2 separate regions of the Drosophila melanogaster genome follow, and region 2 is linked to region 1. A link is a contact called in public Hi-C data. All regions are on one chromosome and are shown on one strand. Each heading gives the region's core, a stretch centred on a gene start, on an enhancer-like site or on the middle of the called end of the contact. The rest is flanking DNA. Distances are from core to core; before and after follow the strand shown.

Region 1 (6,292 bases), core at 1,513-4,012:
TGCGGATGAGGGCAGCCACTGCTCTGGGTTACTTCTTTGGGGACATCTAGAGCATCCAAGGGACCAACTCGATTAATTAGATGTGCAGTTATGTTGTGTGTGTTTGTAAATTATGACTTAGTATTGCTCCAAGTGTGATCCCTTTGCCTCAGCAATCGTTCCCTTATTATGTTTGATATTTAACTCTTTGTTTTGTTATGTAATCGAAAGTCACGTTATATACTATCTGTATACACATAGCATTATTTATATATTTATATTTCCATGTTAATGCGGAGCGTTTTGCAGCTTTAAGACAGTTGGAAGTTATAGGAACTCGTATTCGACCGAAGACTTTGTTACGGACAATAATTACTTCATATTATACTGAGTCTATTCAAAATTACCTTGGCTTTTTGAGGTTCATAAAAATTAAAGAAAAAAATAACTACTATGATTCCACAGCAAAAATACGTTGTCAAAAATTGATTGTATTCCATTAAGGAAGTGGTATTTTATTAAAAATATTAATAAATCCTTATAAGCGTAATCAGATATTTTATTTGATTCTTTATATAAATTGCAAAACAATTGCTGGACCAATTTTAAGCAAAAATAATAAATTAGGAATTGTTCTCGAATTGATTCAATTACCTTAAAGGTGTAAAACGCTTTGTCCATTTCAATCAAATCTGTAAAAAAGAGATAAATGTGGGGGTGTGGCAATGGTACTGTTTGCTTGTAAAAGTCAATTACCTGCCACATTACAGATATACTTTCAAGTGCCACAGACTCACACCTTTGAATTTATCTCAATCCCCTACCATTGTTGGATTCCAAATTAAGGTTAACCTGTTTAACTGTGTATTAACGCTTACAAAAACCAAATCAAAAAATGTATTACTATGAAAATCACTAAGCTTTAAGATCAGTCGAAGGCGTAGTACTGGATGCGGCCCGACGACCAGGCGATCGTCAGCACGGAGCGATCGTTATCCTCGTAGAGTGGCTGGAAGCAGATGAAGCTCGGGTGCTCCGCCGCCGTCTCGCCGCTCAGATAGTAAGCCGCCGAAATCTGCAGATCGAACTTCTGTATGAAGGTGCGGAAGACGGCGATGCAGTTGGTCGCCTTGAATGTGACTACCAGATAATTGCCATGCGGATCCCAAGCAAGCTGCTGGGCGGGACCACCGACAAGCGTGCGATTCGCATCAATGCTACAAGCATTTAGATCTGCAATGGGCAGGATTTCCTTCTCATCCGCCGAAGCTGCAAGGAGATACAAAAACGGAATATGTTAAATATCAACTAGTACATTGGTACCGGTTTTTGTTTTTGTAGTCAGCATTATACAGGCGGTCTGTAAGCTGCAACAGCCGCCAACCTGTTACTGACTGCTTTGATCTGGGGCAGCCCCAAATCGCACCCTTGTATCTGACCACCGTTTCAGTTCAGACACTGGGAGCAGACTGCCCTGAATACGTACTCAAAGCTTTCGTACTTACAGGATAGCAGACTCTGTTGCACGAACTGCAGGCGGTAGAGAATCGGTTCGGCACTGCTGACGAAGAGCAGGAAGCGACCGCAGGGCGACCAACAGGCTGTTTGGACATAGCCTCCGGGACCGCACACCCATCGCTCGGTGGTCCATTGCTGGTGGCAGTTCCACACGCGGAACACCCGATCCACGGTGGCTGCGAACAGCCAGTCATTATCCGGCGACCACTTCAGCAGCGAGCCCGGCGGACCCAAACGCTTGAGTGGCTGCATCATTCCGGTGTCCGGCTGCCAGATAATAATGGAACGATCTCCTATTGAGGCGGTGGCCAACTGGGTGCCATCCTTGTTCCACTGCATCGAGGTTATTGGCAGATTGTTTGGGCTAAAAGGGAAAATAAGTTATGTATTTACCAACTAACGATAAATTTTCTATACTGACTATTTAAAAATCTCGCTGGGTGCATTTGTGCGTCCCAAATGCAAAGTGCTGTCCACTTCCCAGAAACACAGACCCTGCCGACAACCTATCACGATCTCGGAAGCGCAGAGTGGACGCCACGCCATGCAGGTGATCTGCGTTTGGGATGGACTCTTTAAAACAGTGGCAGTGGTCGCACTGGAACTCTTTGTGTAGATGCGCACCACATCGTCTACACCGGCTACGGCTAAGCAAAAGAAGTGCTGATTCCAGGCAAGATAGCGCACATCGCTGTTGAGCCAATCCCTGAATGAATGGGACAGTAAGGTTTAGGTATTATTGGTCAGTTGGCTGCGCCCCACCCACCTGGTCTCCACGAACTGAGCAATACGCTCTGCACTAAGCTGCTGGGTGTGCGGGAGGATCCTCAGGCCGGTGGCCAGGCCCAGAAATTGTGCGATTAAATCACCCGCCTGGGCAATAAGCGGCGCCTGCTCCCTGGTCTCTGGGCTGCGTGCCTCCTCCAGCGTCTTCCAGAATCCGCCATTAAAGAAGCTGCGAGCTATGCGCTTTAGGACACCCTCATTCACAGATACGAAGCTCTGTCCGCCGTAGTACCGCTGACCAGCCGGATTGGCCAGAAGTTCGCTGTTCAGGTTTATCTGCGGATAGCGTTCCAGCTCTGGGATGTGATTGTGCCGCAGCGCCAGATCCGGCAGCGTGGAGAACGGCGGACACTGTTTTAGGTTGCTCAGGGCCGCCATAATTGCAGACTATTCACATTCAATTCAGTTCAGTTGAGAAAAAATGGTAACGAAATACAAAGAAAAAACCGCGCGGTTATTAGAGGTGAGAAAAAGCCGACAATGTCAGTGGTAATTCGATGCTTAATTTTTCTATCGATGTTTAATTTTACGAAACTTCGAAAATACTGGGCCGCGGCAAAATCTTAAAGATTATCGAAAAATAAAAATTAGGTATATATAAAGTAACAATCTTTTGTAGGTTTTATATTCACGTTGTTTCTCTTTCAAGAACTCTATTTAATCTCATAGATCTCGAACACACTATCGTTTGTTATTAAGACTATGGAATTAGTTCTCTCGATATAAGTGTTACGAAGCATTTTATATTTATACACAGCTTACAATAAATACCTAAAATTGTTTTTATTGTATAGTCATACATCAATTAAAATCTACAACGTAGTTTTATGCTAAATATTATATATTTTATTAGGCCAGAACCTATCGATTGTCTGCAATACATTATTAGTAGGCTATCGATATCCTTTCATTCACCATCTCCATCGCAAAAAAAAATTCCATGAAACTTAATTGACGGATTTGGATTTGGACTGGATTTGTTGTCGGAAAGATTGCTGCGAGATGACGGACAAGCGCAAATATAAGAAGACCGTAAGTTTCACCCGCTGCACGGCAATCATATTTTTAACTACAAAGGAGGTTTCCAAACAGAAAGAGGAAATCAGGCGGGAGATCGCACGGGAATTTGATTTGCCTGAGCGCAAGTCCAAGATAGCCACCATTCTAAAGCAGGAAGACCAAGCGTACTGCATATGCCGCTCCTCCGACTGCTCCAGGTTCATGATGTGAGTTGAATGGCCTTAAAGGGCTAGATCCCGGCTAACTACTTGTACCCTTCGCTTTCCAGAGGCTGCGATGGTTGCGAGGAGTGGTACCACGGCGACTGTATAGGGATCACCGAGAAGGAGGCTAAACACATCAAACAGTACTACTGCCGGCGCTGCAAAAAGGAGAATCCCGAACTACAAACCATATTCCGCCTGGTGGCCACCGAACGGGCAGCCGCATCGAACGCCGCCTCTACAAGTCTCAATGCCCCGGGCGTAGGTCCATCGGGAGCTGCGCCTGCTGCTGCACCGGTGGCGTCCGCAACAACCAGCCAGCAAGCGCCGCCACCGACCACTGCGGCAGCGAAGCGCAAAAACAGCAGCGCCCGAGAACCAAAGATGGGCAAACGTTGTGGTACCTGTGAGGGATGCCGGCGTCCCAATTGCAACCAGTGCGACGCGTGCCGCGTTCGCGTGGGCCACAAGCCGCGCTGCATATTCCGCACCTGCGTTGTCCAGGCGGCGACGGTCTTAAAGGAGTCGCAGGCAACTCAAGCCGGCCCAAGTAGGAAGCGGGAAAAGGCGGCACCCAAGAGTCGCAATGTCCAAGTGGGCCCGCGGGCGGCCAGTCCGGAGATATTCCTCAATCCGGAGCTACAAGGCATCCGGCAGTGCTACGGACCCAATTGCTGCTCCCATGCGAGACCGCAGAGCAAGTACTGCAGCGATAAGTGTGGCTTCAATCTGGCCACAAAACGCATCTTCCAGGTTAGTTTCATTTTTTGGCCAGACTATGACAATTAAACACCAAAGTCCTTTACACTCTCAGGTTCTGCCGCAACGACTGCAAGAGTGGAATCTAACGCCCAGCCGCGCCGCCGAGGAAACACGCAAGCATCTTGATAACATTCGTCATAAGCAGTCCCTGGTGCGTTTCGCACTTGCCGAGCTAGAGAAGCGCTCCGAAGAGCTCAACATGGTGGTGGAGCGAGCCAAACGAAGCTCCATTGATACATTGGGGTCACAAGACACCGCCGACATGGAGGACGAACAGAGCATGTACTGCATCACCTGTGGCCACGAGATTCACTCGCGCACTGCCATCAAGCATATGGAGAAGTGCTTCAACAAATACGAATCGCAGGCCAGCTTCGGGAGCATATTCAAAACGCGAATGGAGGGAAACAATATGTTTTGTGATTTCTACAATCCGGCAAGTAAGACTTACTGTAAGCGATTGAGAGTATTGTGTCCGGAGCACAGCAAGGATCCGAAGGTGAACGATACGGATGTGTGTGGTTCGCCCTTAGTGAACAACGTCTTCAATCCCACGGGCGAGTTTTGTCGTGCGCCAAAGAAGAATTGCTTCAAGCACTACGCCTGGGAGAAGATCCGGCGTGCTGAGATAGATCTGGAGCGTGTGCGTCAATGGCTCAAGATGGACGACCTGATGGAGCAGGAGCGCGTGATGCGGCAGCAGCTCACCTCGCGAGCGAACCTGCTCGGCCTGATGCTGCACTCCACCTACAACCACGAGGTGATGGACGAGCTGGTGCGCAAACAGCAGGAGCATCTGGTAGAGTTCGAGAAGCAGAGGCGACGCCTGGCTCACCAGCAACAAATACAAACACAGCAGAAACAGTACCAGGAAAAGCAGAAGCTAATGTTGCAGCAACAACAGCAACAGCAACAACAGCAGCAGCAACAACAACAGCAGCAACAACAGCAGCAGCTGCAACAACCACAGCAGCAGCAACAACAGCAGCAGCAACAACAGCAGGAGCAACAGCAACTGCAATTGAAGCCACATCATCTGCAGCAACTTCAACTTCAACTGTTGCAGCAGCAGCAAAAGAAGGCCCAAATACCACAGAAAACTCAAATTATATACCTGCAGAAAAAAACATAGATTTGTAGTCCCCTAATCATAGCAAGAACTAACAATAAACTGACGTCCAAGAAATATTTTTCTACGACAGTAATCTTTGGACTTACCCGACGCAAAGTTTCTAGTGTCGCCTTTCTCCTGGCAACCGCATAACACGCTCGCCAGCTGTTGGGTCCGCTTCCCGGCCAGTAGTAGGTTGCTACGCGCCGGGATCGGCGGTACGCCCATGTTTGTTATTGAAAACTAAGCATCAAATATGCATTTATTGATAGCAACATGCTATTAATACATTAGGCCAGCTCAACCGTGGATATCATTCACATGGATTACATTAGCACACACCTTAATATTAGTTTATTAGCTGGATTCAAGTTATTTATAATTTCTATATACGATTTGTTTTCTGTTCATTGTTAGTTTGTATTTAGAAATAATCTAGAAAATAAGTTAGCATATTAAATACATTTTCTTAAGCTGTAGGCTTTTTTTAATAATGCAGGTTAATATTACTGCATTAAACAAAGTCATGAAAAAAAGAATACTCTACGCTCAACATATTTTGAAGATCATATAGACATAGGCCACCGAGTCCGGGTTTTGATATCCGAAACAATGGTTCCGGGTAAATGAAGAGCGGGGGGCAACCATTGGAAACGGCAGGACCTTGAAAACGATGGAGGCTATGGATTAGAGTGGGCATGCTGTAGTTGGGAGCCAAAAGGAATGTCAGGACGCACAAGTGCAGTGGAAATTTCAAGCGAGTCTGAACGAATCCGGCTACCCGGGCAATCAAGTAGTCGTGGCGATTTGTGACTGTTCCCCCAGACGAACTGTCAAAAATGCCAGTCGTTGTCCGGAACTTTTCTACATCACACACGACCTGCTGATTCAAAGCCAGGAATACAGTTCATTT
Region 2 (6,495 bases), core at 2,953-5,452, 330 kb before region 1:
CAGGATCAGAAGATGAGCACGCTGCGGCCGAACAGGAAAATTCCGGCCCACTCTCGCTACATACTGCGCTGCAAATTCAGTCCCGATTCCAGGCTACTGCTGACGACATCCGGCGATGGCACTGTGTGCATTTGGAAGACGGATGACTTTAGCAAATGGCGCGAGCTGTGCATCGAGAACTATTGGGTGTGGGATGCCGCCTTTAGCGCCGATTCTAAATGGCTGTTCACAGCCTCATCCGACGGCATTGCACGACTGTGGAAGCTGCAGACAAAGAGTTCGATTAGGGATTATACTGGTCACACCAAGGCCATCACTGCCCTGTCCTTCAAGGACGAGATCGTGGGCAAATAGCAGTAGTTGTAGTAGTAGTAGTAGTAGCTAGCGGCTAGAGTCTAGGCACTTTGTAAGTGGCTCCTGGTGGCGGATTTTCATTTGGCTTTCCCCAAAGATTGGCCTACTAGTTTTAGTCATTCTACCAATTAGCTGGCTTAAGTCCACACAAAATGAATGGCAATTGTAATGGTTTGTTAAGCATCGCGGTTTTAGTTTCTACTCTTAATTAGACTCAATGTTTTAGTTCAGCTTACGTTTCCCAATTAGATGCATATATATAAAATGGTAATTCATAGTCTCAAAAAAATTGATATCCTTAATGTTTGAAAAACTGCCAGCAGTGCTCATTAATTCACTTCCGAACTTAATTACGATCTATCTTAAGCCAGTTAAATCAACAAATATCTCAGATGTACAATCATCCGCAAAACCGCCAACCCAGCGAGACAATCCGCCAGGAACAAATAATTTGGCATTTTTTGAAACAGTGGGGAGAGTAGCAATGAATCCATATATGGGCAACACGACAACTGAACTGAACTGAAGCATCAACTAAAACAACATCCACACAACAATTGAACAGATTAATGAGAATACCTCTGAAAATGAGCGCTTGGCTTTTGTAGCGACTTTTTCATAATTTATAAACCTTTGATACATAATTATATTACGACTAAATCGTTTGTATGCAAAATGCAATTTGAATAAAAATCTTATCAGCGTACATACACATACAATACAGAAATTGAAAAACCAAAAGTATCTTTAAGATAATGGGGAGCACAACATAGATGCGGGAAAATTGACTGTCTTTCGTTCTTTTCATTTTCCTCCTGCGCTTTCAGTGGACGGGAGCGGGTGATACTTATATGTCGGGGTATTTTAGTCCACATAGTCAATGCCTTTGGCCACAATCGATTCCTTGATGGGATCCGGATCGTCGCCCAGCTTGTAGCCCACAATGCATGTTACGTCCACGGCCTTGCCTGTCGGATTTAGCAGGAGCATCACCTGGTTGATGGGCGTGGCCGGGCGGAAGGGCTTGTGCGGCGGCATTTGGCTGTCCGTCGGCGTCAACAGGCGCACCTTGCAGGGCTGCGGAATAGAATGATAGCTTGTTAGTCCGGTCACCTCGATGACCAGTAATCTTCTCCAGCTCTGATTCGCTCACCTTCTTCACGCTGGCCTCGAACTGAAAGTCGCGCACTGGCTGGCGACTCTTGTTCTGAGCCGATATCACAATCACCGACACACGATGGCCGGGCCGATCGCTGGTGAAGTTCAGACTGAGCTGCATGTCGTCGTCGTCGAGAACGATGCGCTGCTCCCCGGTGGCCTGTATATTGTCCAGTTCCACATTGATTTCGCTTAGCGGCTTGGCCGGCGGTACAACTGTCACTGGAGCCACGACGGCTTCATCCTTCTTTTCCACATCATCGCTGAGTAAAGGAACATCGTCTATGGAATCAACAGTAGCTGTGGCAGTGGCAATAGCAGGAGCACTATCAGAAGCTGGGTCATTAGCAGTCGTTGGCTCCTCTGGCGCCTTTATGTGCATTCGTTCGCGTGCCAAGTCGTTTAGCGTGATCTTCTCGGGATCCCGCTTGAAGCTGGGCATCCGATCCTGGGTGGGCAGGATCTGCTGGAACAGCTCCTCGCTGAGCATATCGATTTGCGGCATCTTTCTGATTGTTTCCGGCACTTTGCTGGCGCTGCCTCCATTGCCATTGGCCAAAGCCTCGGTTGTGGTGCCCTGACTAATGACCTGCGGCTCCAGCAGCGTGGTTGCATTCTGGAATGGCTGACTCTGCTGCTTCGCTTCGCTTTCGGCCAGAGCGCTGCTAAAGATGTCACTTAAATCGGCCAGCGGATTCGAACCGCTAGCCGCGGCATTTGGTAGGCTTGTGGTGGCTGTAGTTGCAGCTTTATTGCTTCCGTCGATGAGCAAATCGCCGAGCAGTTCGTTCAGCAACTGGGCGTTATTGGAGCTAGTGGTGGCTGTGGTCGAGCTGGCCGTCGACTTCACTGAACTAGCTACTGTTGGAGCACTCGTGGTCAAGGCAGCAGCGGTGCTCCTTGTGGGCGATGGCACCAGAAGCTTGTAGCGCTGCATGGTGGCCAGTAGAGCGCAATTGGCATCCAGAGTGTCAGCTGCGAAGGGAGTTGGACGTGTTATATAAAGAGCTAAATGGTGAACCATTCAAGAGGGACCACACCCACCTACAAGCTGCGCATCGGAATCGTCCAGCAGCTGCGGCAGATGCTGAAAGATGGGCTTGTGCTTCTTGCAGCTCTTGTATAGCTCGTGCAGTGTTTCGCTGACGTCCTGGTTGGCGGGATCGTAGGTGTCCAGCATTTGGTTGAGCAGCTGCATCGTCTCCTGCACCTCGCAAAGGACTAGACGATGCTGGGCCAGCAGATCGTTGCGACGCGCCTCCTGTGCCATCCGATACTGCAGCAGTAGATTGGCCCGCTTGAAGTTCTCGGGATTATTGCTCTTGATCAGCTTGGCGAACATGGCCTCGTCAATAGTGCCCAGTACACTCTCCCTTTTGGCCACCGCCGCCTCCGTGGTGCCGTGTTCGATGTCCCCCTCCTTGCGCAACATGTCGTAGGCATCGCGTATCTTCTGACGCTGCGGGAACTCGGTGGTCCACAGCAGTAGGCACTCCATGATCCGCTGCTTCACTTCGTGCGGCGTCTCGGCGCCCTTGTACTTCTTCGATACCAGGCGTATCAGTTCGTTGAGAAAGCGGAATTTGGACGCCTCGTCCTGGAAGTCGTCGCCGCACTGCGTCATGCACTCCTCCAGCAGCTGCAAGCGGTTAACGGGTTAAATCAACATTTACTTTAATTTAGATTACTCATGTTTTAATGGAATTTTACCAATACTAGTGTTTTGATTACTAATGGATGTCACTTTCTGCTCAATCAAGTTATGAAAAAAAGTAACTATTTTACACTGTAAATATTAATGTTTGTTAAAAACATTTAAAATTAAGATATATAATCTAATTCTTTTTCCTCGACAAAAATAAAGCAACAAATATGGTGACAAACCAAAGATAAGAGATTAGGAAAGCTGACAAGTGCAAGCGAAAAACTAGAATAAAAACAATAATAATACTAAGACAAACTAGTAATAATGCAAGTTAATTTATGTTTTGAAAGTTGTCGGATACCAAAAATGCAAATACCGCTAACTGTTGCATATTGTTTTAGCTGCTTTTGCGCCCAGTTGGCCAGGCAATCGCAATTTCGATCGCAAATATTAACAATTGATAACGAAATTGTTGTTGCTAATTCAAACGCAGCCATAAAAGTGCGTGCGTATGTGTGCGCTTTTCGCCCACTGTGCAGCTGCGTGTGTATAGCCCACACATACCCCTTTACCGTTAAGTGGTTGTGGGTGGTAATGTGAAAGGGGGATGTGGGGGTTCGATGCAAAGAAATGGGGTGAAAAGTGCAAAATATAACCGTTTACCGAAATCGCTCGCGTCGCCTCCGTCACATTTGTGGATCGCACCTTGGCCACAATCATCTCCTGCGCCTTGTGCACCAATTGGGCGTTGCTTTTGACCACAATGCAGAACATTTGCACGCCCAGTTCGTCGATTTTCTGTGCCGGATTTGTTGCTCTCTCTGCGTTGCAGGCGAAATGCCGCAAAAAGTGGCTTAGTTATGCTAGTTACGGCGGGCGAATTGGCAGCTGCACTCACCCAGCATCTCCTCCATTATGCTCTCGTCGGTTGTCATTGTGCGGGCTCAATTATATTAACTGGGGGATAAATAATATTTGCGTTGATTTCGAACATCAGACATATTGTTGTTGTTCTTCCGTCGACACTATCGATAGTTTGGCGAGCTTTGCTTTGCTATCGATATATTATCGCCGGTCAGTCGCCGTGTGGCTGAGAATGTCATTTATACTGCAACGAAATACCAACAAGTGATGCCAATTTGATTTACAAGAGTGCACGACGTTGCCACTTGGTTTTTAATGGTTTAATGGTTTTTAACCGTTAAATTCAAAAAGTTTACTTAATTAGGGAAGAAGCAATTCATACGAAATGTTCGTGTATATCCATCAAAACAAACGAACAGCTTTGCAACTGACTGAAAAATGCGTAGTACATGAGTTTTTGCAACCCCATACACGTGTGTAGTGACCCTTTTTATTTCATTCATTTCTACCACCATTGCATGTACAAGACCATCTTATGTAAGTATATGCAAGCACGTGGGCTGGCTGTGTGTGCGTGGGCAGCAACCTGTGGCCATTTCACCTTAAGTTAACCTTTCGCCAGGACATCGCGCAGGCGTACGAAATTGGCTGGCTATAATTAGAAGCACTTGCATCATCATCTTGACGGGGAACTGGAATTCGGTGCCCCAAACGGTTCACGTGGTGGTGGGGTCATGGTGGTTTCATACCCATTAGCCGTGGTGTAGTACAGGCTTACTGGACAGTTCGAATGGAATTGTATCCAAAGTTGCCACATAGTTAATAAAAAATCCATTTAGGCGACGTTCTCTTTTCTCATGAGCTGCAAAGTGTGCTACAATATATTTTCAGGACAGCAGTTCACACTATATGTACTATGGTTATTTCACACTATATTTTCTAATTTAGATGCAGAAGTTTGGTTGAATATATACCATTAAATATGGATCTATAATATGTAAGCCTTAAGCTAGGCAGCATAACTTGTGTGGCGGGTATCTCAAGGTCGTGGCACCCGACTATTGCGTTCTTTTTTTGTTTTTTTTTTTATCGTATTTTCTGTGTTTGGCAACACGTGCGGCACTCACACACACACACTCGCGTAGGAGGCTCGTCGCCGGCCTGCGCATGTGTGTTGGTGTGTCGGTGTGGGCCCGCTCTTTCGCGCGCTCTCTCAATCTCAATCGGTCTGGCTAAAACTGTTATACCAAAACCAGTTTACATGCGCCGACGCGTATAACAAAAGCCTCTGTCGACGCCGCCGCTTCTGCTCAAAAAGGACAAACTCAAGGGCAAAACTCAAACGCACACTGAGGTCTAGAAGACCAGCGAGCAACAACAATTACGGCGTGTGCCTTGTAGCAATTTCGTGCGGCTGACTTTGATAAGTTCGCCTTGATTACCATACTCGGGCATATGCATATAAGTATGTATACATATGCTCATGGGTTTTACGTAGTGGACTGGACCCTATACTATACTATACTGCTAGATTACACAATCGTTCCCGGTTTTTCATTCTATCAACTTATTCCGTTGCCACTCCCACGCAATTTGTTGTTGCGAGAGGATTCCGCGCGTGTGTTTGTATGTGTGAGTGTGCCCACTGACACACTTTTTGTCCTCCCATCTCGCCCATATCCATTTCTCCAACACTCTCTTCCTAATCTCCGCCTCTCTCTATCTCTCCAACTCTGCCTCTACCTCCCTCTCTGTCTACTTAGGCGCGTGGGCGTGTTTGAGCTTGCCCTTTGAGGTTATGTCCGCTGATTGCATATTTGAGCAACTTCCATTGATTAGCCATCAACGAGCCGCTGGAATAACCAACGCAGTTAAACTGCGTATCTCTATATGTCGCCTGGCCCTTTGTTAGGTGCCATTATTGATATTGATTGCCATCGACGACGACGCGGCCAAACTTTTCCACGCACGCAAAAACAGCTGGCGTCTACCGTTATCTCTGGCAAACAAAATGCCGTTAGCGATAGTTTTGTACCGTTGCTGTAGCCAAACAAAATACTTAGCCGATTCAATCAAGCTTACCGTTGGATGGCTTACCGTTACCGTTGGCGAATAAATACCCGATACCGATGCATTTAATAGCTTATGTATGCATGCATCGTATGACTACAATTATCACATGGGTGATCAATAAAAATGGCTATAACTGGTACTTTTGGTCGAGCCTTAGGAATGTGATACCCAGAATAGCCCATTGCACCCCCGCTGAGGTGAAGTACTTGAGATCGAGATCCGAAGGCCACTGCTATTATCTCGGCACTATCGAACGCCAATCGCATTTCTTATTGCACTGGTGGGCAGTAAAATATTGCCACATCCGGAGTCTGGAACGTAGATCTTATCGGACGGGGGGGCAAACAACAATCGCATTCCTTTCGATAGGGAAAGTTCTTGGGAAACGATTGATTAATGCA

What was found. Hi-C and Micro-C count contacts between places; a contact is called where the count stands out from the background.
Region 2: a contact with region 1 is called in a Hi-C map of the Kc167 cell line, with 2.0 times the contacts expected there. The contact joins the promoter of Gga here to the promoter of Aladin in region 1. A contact is called at or near these places in 8 of 107 Hi-C or Micro-C datasets (the D17-c3 cell line, the Kc167 cell line, the ML-DmBG3-c2 cell line and 2 more).

Annotation. Positions count from the first base shown.
Region 1 is chrX:9,269,883-9,276,174 of dm6, reverse strand. It overlaps Aladin (aladin,), which reads right to left and starts at 2,762. Exons shown (of 4, transcript NM_001298120.1): 1 at 2,264-2,762; 2 at 1,919-2,203; 3 at 1,485-1,861; 4 at 522-1,248. The coding sequence starts at 2,661. The coding sequence ends at 908. It overlaps Cfp1 (CXXC finger protein 1), which reads left to right and starts at 3,215. Exons shown (of 3, transcript NM_132328.3): 1 at 3,215-3,509; 2 at 3,572-4,259; 3 at 4,321-5,741. The coding sequence starts at 3,286. The coding sequence ends at 5,400. CG17440 reads left to right here and starts at 6,250. Exons shown (of 4, transcript NM_132327.2): 1 at 6,250-6,292. c11.1 (c11.1,) reads left to right here. Exons shown (of 9, transcript NM_001298121.1): 9 at 1-857. The coding sequence ends at 50. It also overlaps snoRNA:CG16892-a.
Region 2 is chrX:9,598,737-9,605,231 of dm6, reverse strand. Gga (Golgi-localized, gamma-adaptin ear containing, ARF binding protein) reads right to left here and starts at 4,202. Exons shown (of 5, transcript NM_132343.4): 1 at 4,056-4,202; 2 at 3,821-3,978; 3 at 2,557-3,151; 4 at 1,508-2,487; 5 at 952-1,431. The coding sequence starts at 4,092. The coding sequence ends at 1,219. It overlaps Lst8, which reads left to right. Exons shown (of 2, transcript NM_132344.4): 2 at 1-1,078. The coding sequence ends at 354.